Linked DNA regions of Canis lupus: region 1 is linked to region 2. Evidence: chromatin contacts called from public Hi-C data. All regions are on one chromosome and are shown on one strand. The core of a region is the stretch at or near the end of the contact, and the rest is flanking DNA. Distances in the headings are between cores, read along the strand shown.

Evidence for each region. A called contact is a pair of places that touch in the nucleus more often than the background predicts.
Region 1: a Hi-C map of blood shows a contact between it and region 2, with 3 times the contacts expected there. The contact joins the promoter of FOSL2 here to the promoter of RBKS in region 2. A contact is called at or near these places in 2 of 9 Hi-C or Micro-C datasets (both in blood).

The regions. Positions count from the first base shown.
Region 1 is chr17:22,371,072-22,376,327 of UU_Cfam_GSD_1.0, forward strand. FOSL2 (fos-related antigen 2) reads left to right here and starts at 1,824. Exons shown (of 4, transcript XM_038561147.1): 1 at 1,824-2,040. The coding sequence starts at 1,942.
Region 2 is chr17:21,913,803-21,919,078 of UU_Cfam_GSD_1.0, forward strand. It overlaps RBKS (ribokinase), which reads right to left and starts at 1,273. Exons shown (of 8, transcript XM_038561141.1): 1 at 1,131-1,273; 2 at 780-873. The coding sequence starts at 1,258. It overlaps BABAM2 (BRISC and BRCA1-A complex member 2), which reads left to right and starts at 643. Exons shown (of 11, transcript XM_038561136.1): 1 at 643-775; 2 at 4,366-4,517. The coding sequence starts at 4,390.

The DNA.
Region 1 (5,256 bases), core at 574-3,073, 460 kb after region 2:
CAGAACTTCCCTCCAAAACAGCTGAAGACTTCGTTGGGGCACACCCTCTCCCGGGCCTCCCTCCCTTCCTCTTGTATTTTTTTTTTTTTTTTTTAATTCCTAGCAGTCGAAGTTCGCTTCTAACGCCCGATCACTATTAGATGCGTCCTAATTGTCCCATACAGAGGGAGGCCGGAATATCTCGACCGGTTAATTTCGTCTTCAGGGCTACTCCTAACAAATTAATTGTAGGGCCGGAGGGGGGGAAAAAAAAAAAAAAAGTATGTGTGTGCGTGTTCGGGGTTGGGGGAGGGAAGCAGTGGGCAGCCAGCCACGTAGGGACAAATAGGCAGGTCGGCCCCGCCCGGCGGCGCCGCGCCCCGCCAAGGCCCGGCCGCAGGGCGGCGCGGGTACCCTGCGCGCCCAGGGCTCTCGCTGCACCGGGCGGCGCCGCGGAGGGCGCCGACGACCGCGCTCGGCCGCGCCCTCCCTGAGAGCGGCTCTGCGCGCCCGGCTCCCGGCCTCGCGGTGGCGCCGCACCGGACCGCCCGTCTCGCTGTGCAGGCTGTGATTATTTTGTAAAATCCGGCGCCCGGGCCCGCGCGGCCGCACTCTGGGGGCCCCGCCCCGCGCCCCTTCCCAGGGCGGTGGAGGGGGGAGGCCGCGGCGCGCTCGGGAGCCGGCGAGGGAATCCCTCTCCCTCCACGTCACCCGAAAGCGAGGGAACCCGCACTCGCGTCCTCTAACGCAAATGACCATCTTTGGCAACGTGCGCCAGTGGAATAGACCAAGGGCGCTGGGCCCGGGGGTGCGCGGGGGTGGGGAGGGGCGGGGGCCGCCTCGGCGCCCCCGAGCCGCGCCGCCCGGCCGCTGCGGCCCCGCCACCGCCTTCTCCCCGCGCGGGCTGTGCGGCTGGCGTCAGCGCGGCCGGGAGCCGGGGCACCGAGGGGAGCGCTGCGCCCGCCTCCTCCCGCGCCTCTTCCTCCTCCTCCTCCTCCTCCCCCCCCCCCCCCGCCTCCCCGCGCGCTCCTCCCTGCAAGGTGGAGTCTGGGGTTGACGTGAGTGAATCCACATGGTACAGGGGCTGGAGAATAAAGAGTGTGGAGTTGAACTCGTGCCATTGTAGTGACTCATCTCGGGCAGAGCGCAGGGGCTCCGAGCGCAGCGACGAGCAAGTGAGCGGCGCTCGGCGGGCCCGGGAGAGAGGGAGAGAGGCGCGGCCGGGCGAGGCGGCCCGGTCCGGAGCTGGGCGCCGGGGAGGGGTGCGGTGGGGCGCCGGGGCGGCGGCACGGGCAGCGGGGGCCGCGTCCTCCTCGCAGCGCAGCCGGCACCCCGCACGCCGGGCGCGGGCTCCCTTCTCCCCGCAAGTGTCCGAGCGGCTCCGAAACTCCGGCGGCGACTCCGCCACAGGAAGTTTATTCTCAGCTCCTTTTCTGAAAGGAGGAAATAGAAGTTTCTCCCGGCGGGCAGCCTTTCTTTTCGCTCTTTTCTTTTTTCCGCCCTGTCTGAAGTCGGGGGCCCCCCGGACCTGGCAGGCGCGAGCCGCCGGGCTGCCGTTTCCCTCTGATTTCCAGCTTTGGGTCGGGCCGGCCGTCCCGGCTGGGCTCCGGCTGGGCTCCGGCTGCGCGCGGGAGCGGGAGGCGCGGGGGAGGGACCGGGGGACGCGCGGACTTCTAGAGGGAGGGACCGGGTGGCCCGCCGGCCCCGCGGCGCTCCGGGAGCAGAAGCGCAGCGCGAGGCCCTCGCGAGGCACGGTCCCCGGGCTGTCGCCGCCTCCCGCCCGCACCCGCACCCGCACCCGCACCCGCCGGCGCCGGGGAGACGCCGGGGAGACGCCGGGGAGCCGAGACCAGAGCCCCAGGCGCGGCCGCGCGGAGCGAGCGCGCAGCAGCCGGTGCGCGGCCGCGGCGAGGGCGGGGGAAGAAAAACACCCTGTTTCCTCTCGGGCCCCCACCGCGGATCATGTACCAGGATTATCCCGGGAACTTTGACACCTCGTCCCGGGGCAGCAGCGGCTCTCCTGCGCACGCCGAGTCCTACAGCAGCGGCGGCGGCCAGCAGGTAGGTGCGGGCCCCGGGTGCACCTGGCGGCGCGGGCGGACCCCCGCCCTCCCCTCGCCGCCACGGCCTCCTTTGCTCTCTCTCCCCCCGTTTTTGGCGTGGCGAGAACATTCCTACCGGGTCACCGTTGCGAGTTTTGGATTCTCCTGTTGTCCTGTATACCCTTCTTCTCCCACCACTTAAAAAAGAACAAAAAACAAAAAAACAAAACTGGAGCGAGGAGTGGGCTAGAAGAGCCGGCAAAACGTTTCTTTTCCTCACACTACATTTACCCAGACTCGCTCCTAGAATTCCAACCCCCGCCCCCCCAGCGTCGCCCTCGCAGGAGCCTGGTAACTCCGCTCCCAGAAACCCCTCCCTCCTTCCCCCCCACTTCTCCGCGGTGGGCGAAACAAATCTTTGCCCCCACTGGCCCCTCCCGACATCCAAGGACACTATTCCTGTGGGAAAGCCCTCTCGCCCCCCCCCCCCCCACCCCGCTCTCCATCAGTCTTAATTTCTGAAAGAGGTTAGGGATTCGGAAACATGGTTGGGCTCCTTCAAGTAATCCAGAGTGAGGGCGAGGGTTGTCGCCCTGGGAATAGGGTGCGAAGGTCAGGGGAGGAGGAGGTCAGCCTTGAGAGGCTCGGGGCCTGCCCCTTTGTGTCCCTGCGCCCATCTCTCTCCTTGTTAGGGTCAGAGAAGGAGCTTGTGCTGCCGCCAGAAGGGGCACCTTGACGGTCTGGGGGGGTACCTGGGGCAAGGACGCCTGCAGAGAGAAGTGGGGGGTGGGGGTGACGAGACCTTTGCTTAGGCTCCTGGGTGGTTCTGGAAGCGGAAAAACAACTCGTTTCTAAAGCAGCCGGACTGGTTTGCACTGGAAGGATTGTGCCTGCGATCTGTGTCTATAAATACCAGAAAGGTGCTGGTGGGGTGGTGGTGCTGGTGGGGTGTCTGCCCTCTGTAGCAGCCCCCCGCCCCCGCCCCCCCCCCCCCCCAGGTTTCAGAGGGAGCTGGCTTAACAAACACGGCCACTACAACCTGAAGCCCATCTTGGTCAGGATCTGCGGAGTGAGTCTCTAGCCAAGTTGGCTGCAGCCAAGAGTTGCTCTGGTAAGGCAGTGGCCTTGGCTTCTTAGAAGCCAGCCAGCCAGGAGGGGCTGGGGTGGGCTTAGCCCAGTGGGGTGGATCCTGCCAGAAAATAAAATGGAAAAACGGCTCTCTTTGGGATCTGAAGAGGGATACCTTGTTCCAAAGTGATTCCCCATACTTGGTGAGTCCCCTGAATGGCTTTTCTCTATGTTCCCTGCATCTCCATAAGCGCCCACTCTAGAGAACCTAGTCTGTGCATTGAGGGGGTGCATTCAGCACCCCTTTAATAATGAGCACCAAGGTGATGAGTTTTAAATCTTGTCCTAAAAGCGATTTTGTTTGCTTTCCAGTCCTGTTGGTGATTTTAATTGAATCCAAATATCATTAGGCAATGGGTTGGAGTCATTTATACCCATTCCCTTACTCTTCAACAAGCTGCCAAAACATCCCTCTCTTCCCTGGATCCAAAAGAGATCATTAGATATCTTGTCCCTCTGCTGCTGTGGGGTTTTGTTGTTGTTGTTGTTGTTGTTGTTGTTGTTGTTTTGTTTTATTTTGGTTTTGTGGCAGTTATCACTGTAATATGACAATCTTGCTGCCTGGCTTTGCCCAGACCCTGGGGCCTGAATGGGAAGTCAGACCGGACATCAGTGGCCCAACTGAATAATCTGTGTCACTAGGGCTTTGAGCCCAGGATGTGAGCGGAGGCAATTCCCTGTTTTGGAAGAAAATCAGACAGGAAACCAGTGCTAGGAAGAAGGAAGAGAACTCAGTCCAGCAGGGTGTAATGGGGCCTCATTACCGAAGCAAAAAGCAGCTGTGGGCTAATTCCTAGCATGCTGTAACACATGAGGATTTTGCAATTAGTAATAACTAGTGCACGGGCTTCTCGCATATACGCCTGCCTGCTTGGCCCGGCAGCTTGAGTGAGGTGCCTTTCAAACCAGAGGGATTGGCAAGGTAATGCGGCTTTGGACAAGTTTCTCAGCCTGTCCACTCCTAGGGAAGGGGGTGGGAGGAGCGGGGGGGAGGTTTTTCCATCCTGGCTCCAACTTGGAGCAAAGCTGTTCTGTGGTCCTCAGGATTGACTTGAGAGGCTTTTGTTAACTTCCCAAGTCTGTGCTAGGACCCCACCCGATCTGGGGCTCAAGGTAACTTTATTACATACCAGATACAACTTGTAATCACTTTATTTCTCTCTGCTTCCTTGAAGGGGAGGCTTTCCTGGCATTTAGGGCTGGGCCTTCCACCTTTGTGGCCTCTCAGTGGACCAGTCGGTAGAAGAGAGAGGGTTCTCTGGTTTTTCCCTTGGGCCAGTGAATATAATTTTTTCCTGATCTGTTTGTTCGTGGGGCCTCATATTCCCGATAGGTTTGTTGCTGTGTACTCAACCCAGAATTTTCTTCTCTCTTAGCTTAATAAAGCTTGATTTTAACACATGGCCATTAGTTCCAGGGACTTCGGAGGGGTGGGGGGGGGGCAGATAACTCTTTGTTAAAACCACTCTTCTTGTATATGGCAGGAACTCGAAGCATGAAAAATATTTCCTGTTCCAGTTATAGTTTTAATCTCAAAGGTTGGTCATTGGCGATTTTGTTTTGTCAATAATAGTTGCATACACCTCCCCCTCCTGGCCTTTTCTGTTTATTGTTGTTGTTTTCTCTCTCTTCTAACTTTCCTAGGAAAACACCTCCCAGATATATGCCCTGCCTGGCTGCTCGACTATTACCGCTTCAGAGCCTGAGCATTACGCAATCAGCCAGTTACACAAACACAGGTCATTTCATAACTTGTTTTCATCAGCTGGGCCCCCTTTTAATGAAAAAACAAAACAAAAACAAGACCCAGAACTTTTCCAAGGCTGCCATTTGTCTGTTCCTCAGATAACTTGTGAAAATAAACCAAGAGGGACCGTTCCTTTCTGGAATCAAGGAATACCAGACTAGCTCTCGTCCTCGGCAACCGCCCTTTCCCAAGAGACAGACAGACAGACACACACACACACACACACACACACACACACACACACACACACAAAATTCCCCGGAGTGAACTTTTGCCAACTGTACCAGGCTGGGACATTCCTCACATCAAAGAACTTTTACCAGAAATGACTGTGATTCCCAAGTCTGTCCCAATCACACC
Region 2 (5,276 bases), core at 23-2,522:
TCTGCCTCTTCCGCGCCAGAGAGGCAGGCTGCGGGCTCGGGAGACCCCTAGCTCACCCCAGAAGCGGGCACCCTCCATCGCCAAAGCCCAGGCGCCCAGCACAGTCCGCCCCCCGCCCCCCCCCCCCCCCCCCCATACCTCCTCCCGCGACCGCGGGCTCGGCGTTCAGAGCCGCACTAACCTGACCAGGTCGGTCATGCAGGAGCCCACCACTACCACCGCCGCCACCTCCTCCGCCCGCTGCTGGCCGGGATCCCCAGCCGCCGCCATGGCCCAAAGGAGGCGCTCTCCACCCCCAGGGACTGCCCTCTGCCCTCTGCCCGACCCCGCACCCTGCAACGCCGCTGCGACGCTCCCTACGGACGCGCGGGCCTTCCCGACGGCCCCGCGGGTCGCCCACCTGACTGCCCGAGACAACCCCGCCCCAACCTCCCTCGGTTCTTCCCGGGACGGTCTCCCCGCACCACCTCCCGTTACGGAGCCCTCCTGACGCCTCCAGACCCCACGCCGCTCGCCGCCCGCGAGGCCGGGGCGCAGGAAGGGCCCTTCAGGCACTGCGGGGACGCCTTTCCGAGCGCCCGGCTCGGCGCGTCCGGGGGCGCGCACGCCGCCCGCTCCGGGGCCGCAGAGGGGGCGGGGCGGGCGGGGCGGGACGTCCGGGGCCGCGCACGCATCCGGCTCGCGGTGCGCGCGCAGGTCGGTGCGTCAGTCGGGGGCGCGCTCGGGTAACCTGTACCCCACGTAGTCGCCGGTTACCGATCGGACTAAGTTCCAGGTACCTGGACTGGGGCTGGTGCGGGGAGGTTGGATCCCGAGTCGCACAGGTGGCCCGAGGACCGTGATTTAAGTATGCCCAGGGCTCGCCGCCTCTTCCTATAGAGAAGGCCCCCGTTCTCAAGATGCCCTGCTCATCCCCATCACGCTGGTCCCCGCAAGAACCAGCCCCCAAGGCCACAGGCTGCTCTTGGCATATCTAGCCCGCCCCCCTCCCCACCCCCGCTCCCTCGTTAACCTCAGACTCCTTTCTCCTGCCCGCCCGACGAGGGGATCATACAGTTTGGGAAAAGGGAGAGTATCCCTTTATAGATGGCCCCTAGAGAGGGGTGGTCATTCCTTGGGTCTGAGCCTACTTGTTTTTCTTGAATGTTGCCCCTGGAGAAATAGCTTCCCTGCTTAACTTCCCTCGTGCGCTGTATGACGTTGAGGTGACGCAGCGGGACGCCACCCCTTTCCGTTCCATGACGTCAGCAGGGCACATGTTTCCGTGTTTGTCATCCTATCTTAATTGCGCGATAGTGGACGATGCCTTAGACGTCTTTGTAGTCCCCAGGCTGCCCATCCGAGGACCTTAGGCGACCTTATTTTGAGCAGCAGACCCTGTAAAAATGGTCTCTCTGCATTTTCCTTCTGTAATACGTCAAAATCAGGAAGTACAAATTGCTCAAGTAGCATTTAGGGAAGGTGGCCACTGTAAATTTGTGCCTAGCTGGGATCTGTTGTAGGAGTGTAATGTGTAAAATCCACTATGGGGGATGATTCCCCGTCCATGTCCCTGGCTCAAAAGGATCACACCCAAACTATCATCTTTGGCTATTTGGTGACTTCTGGTTTTGGAGCATTTGTTTCCCCTCTGTCTTGGAGAAGTCACTACACCGGTGGTTGAAACAGATTTTAACGCTGCAGGAAGTCTTGCATTGTCAGAAAATAGTATTGTAGTTGTTCTGAAACAAACAAACAAAAAAATCATTCCTTCAGGCGTTAGTCTAAGGTCATGAGATTAGCTGAGTTGGGATGGGTTGTTGTCACCTTAAGTAAGTATAGTTTGGCTTTTGGTACAGGTCTCTTCCCTGTAGCATTTGACTGGTGAATCACTCAGGCCAGCTTTGGCAGCAGACCAGTTGTAGTCAAATGTGTTTCTAGTGGTCAAACAACCATGAATTCAAATTCATGACCTTTTGTCTGTTCCAATTTTATAAGGTGTACACTTAGATGACTTTGATGCTTTTCTCTTTGGTGATTGCAATTATACATGCTTATGTGAGACTCCACATGCATAGTGGACTTTGAGGGACATCTGTATTTAAATTCTGATCTTTATGCTTGCTACTTTTGTGACTTTGAGCAAGTTACTACTCTTGTTGAGCTTTAGTTTTCCTTTTTTTTTTTTTTTGAGCTTTAGTTTTCCTGTCTGTGAAATGGGGACAGTAATAGAGAACAGGGTTGTTGGGGGTAAGTAAATGAAGTTACTGGTGGAGATGGGAAATATAGGGCCTGATACTCAGTATATTTTTCAGAATGTGTTGATTCTGTTTCCATTTTTCATAGAAATGAGAGGTAAAATAATGATAGGTATTATGGGAAAAAGCATGGAAGAATAATTTTGTAATGTAGGTGAGATCCTTTTGCTTTTTTTCCAGATGAGTATTTCTCTGTTTTGCATATGATCTATATAAGCATCCTTTCAAGAACTGTGACATCAATGGATAGAAATAAGAGTGGAAATGTTGCAGAATAGGAAAGAAATAAGCTTCAAAATGATATTATGGGTTAGTATACTGTTCAAAGACAAATTACACAAGTTATCCCTATCATCTGTGGTGTGCGAATTCTAATACCTGCCTTACTGTCCAGGATTGTGACGATTAACTGTGATAATGTATTTGGCGGTTCTTTACAAGTGGTAGTGTTATAAAAATGTACAACGTGATTTTTATGATTGATAATATAGTGCACTGGGTGTTTATTCTTACTTTGTAGTGACGATGGAGTGGTGAAGGGAGGTCATCTGTTAAGTGGCTGGAAGAGGAGTTTGTTTTATATTTGCAGAAAGGATGATTTGAGTACTGAATATAAAGCTTTTACTGCCTCAAAGGTACTTCTGGTTGTCATCACTATATCAGGTCACCAAGTTATTTATTTATTTATTTATAAGATTTTATTTATTCATGAGGGAGAGAGAGACAGAGAGAGAAAGAGAGAGACAGAGACATAGGCAGAGGGAGAAGCAGGCTCCACGCCGGAAGCCAGATGTGGGACTCGATCCCGGGACTCCAGGATCATACCCTGGGCCGAAGGCAGGTGCTAAACTGCTGAGCCACCCAGGGATCCCCACCAAGTTATTTTTTGAAAGATCACTGCAGTCCTTCCCTTTATTACTGTCTGAAGTGATTTAAGCAAGTACTGGTTTTCAACATTTATTTTGGCAGAAACCTGTAAGTCCTCATATGGTAAAATATATGAAAACTAGAACCAGAACATCATTTCCTTGTAGTTGTAAGAAATTAATTTGCTTTTGATGCGAGATTATCCTTTCAGATTGAAGAAGGAAGTGATTATTAAAATGGACTTGTTCACCTCTGAAAGTAAAGGTTTTCATTTAGAAGTCTATTTAGAGGAATTCATTCTTTCCCTCCCTTAGCCCCGTGGGTTTCCAAATAATTTAGATATGCTTTATTGGTTTTACTTCTGTATTTTCAAGTGTAAGGACTTTTTAGTGCCTGAAAGTCAATGATTTTTAGATCCATGTTAGTTTGTGTTACTCAATATCAAGATAAGTATATATTTTCATGATTTTAAATAGTTTTTTTTTTTTTTTTAACTACATATGTTCCTGAGATACATTTTCCTCGACCAGGTTTTTTAAAGGCATATTATCTTCTCTCCATACCTCAATATTTCTCTAGCTTTTGTCTCTTTATTTACTTATATATTAAAAGCTTTTTATTGGGTGCTTAGCCTATGCCAGGTACTTTTGTTAAACACTAGGGATTCAGGACAGAGTCCTTTCCTGGGAGAGATCACAAAGCAGGTCAGTATAGCACACTGTGGAAGGATAGTGTATCAGAAATAAATAATTTTTAGGAAGTAACAATTTTAAGTGGGTTATGCTTTTTCTAGAATTTTATACAGTATTATCAATCAAGTCCTTCCTGTGGGGACGCCGAGGGAGTGGTTCCTGACTTAATGGTGTGTACATCTTGTGCGTTGGGGAGAGGATTGTTAGCAAAGGCTTCTTAGGGCCTCAATCAAAGCAGGAAGCTGCCAGTTGTAGAATAGAGCAGGGCAACTTTAAGCAGTGTGGGGTAGCATAACAGTCAGCTTTGGAAAGTAGGATGGAACTGGATTCGAAGGGTTGCTGCTTTTCTCCTTTCTCTGAAAAGCATTGGTATAGTCTCTGTCCTAATGAGGTAAGCAACAGAGGTTTGGTTTCTTCTGGAGGGTCATTGGAAAAGGCCACTCCAAGATAGGATATGCAGTGTTTATTTGTGCAAGAGAAACTTCCATGTGCTGTGCCAGTTTTCAGGACAGTTGTTTTATCTAGTTCCTTTGAATACTCTGACCACCATTCTTTTCTTCTGTTTCCAGTGGTGATTTGCAAGTCAAGCTAAAATGTCCCCAGAAGTGGCCTTGAACAGAATTTCTCCAATGCTCTCCCCATTCATATCTAGCGTGGTCCGCAATGGAAAAGTGGGGCTGGATGCTACAAACTGTTTGAGGATAACTGACCTGAAGTCTGGGTATGTACCAGAACTAACTCAACTGATGGATCAGGCCCAATCTACCCTTTACCTAATAATAAACTTTTCTTACTAGATTCATAAAAATTGAACACCATAGAAATTCATCAAGTCATGATCTCATCACATGTTGATGCAGTTGGTTTTGTCTAGTACTTGATGTTTTGTGTTTCAAGTTGTTTTATTTGTGTTGTGGGCCATTGCTTTATAATCACAATGTTTCTCTCTCTCTCTCTCTCTCTCTCTTTTTTTTTTTTTTGGTGTGTCTCTTTGTTAACAGTGTGCTATGTGGTTTTTAGCAAGTATGTTTTCCATTCGTTGATTTGTGTTCTTGTTATGTTTGCTGCAATCCAGCATGTACTAGAAGAGTTGGGTTTTGGAATTCTGAATCTGATATTATTTGGTAATCTCTCCTGATAGGAAAATTATAATAGCTAGCCAGAAGAAGTCATTTTTCACAATGAGGTTGGAACATACTCTCACACCTGGAAATGCTGCATTAAAAAGCCCTAACTTTTTTTTTTTAATTTTTTTTATTTATTTATGATAGACACACAGTGAGAGAGAGAGAGGCAGAGACACAGGCAGAAGGAGAAGCAGGCTCCACGTACCGGGAGCCCGACGTGGGATTCGATCCCAGGTCTCCAAGATCGCACCCTGGGTCAAAGGCAGGCGCTAAACCACTGCGCCACCCAGGGATCCCAAAGCCCTAACTTTTTATTTCAAAATAAATAGTTACAGAAAATTTACAAAATATTA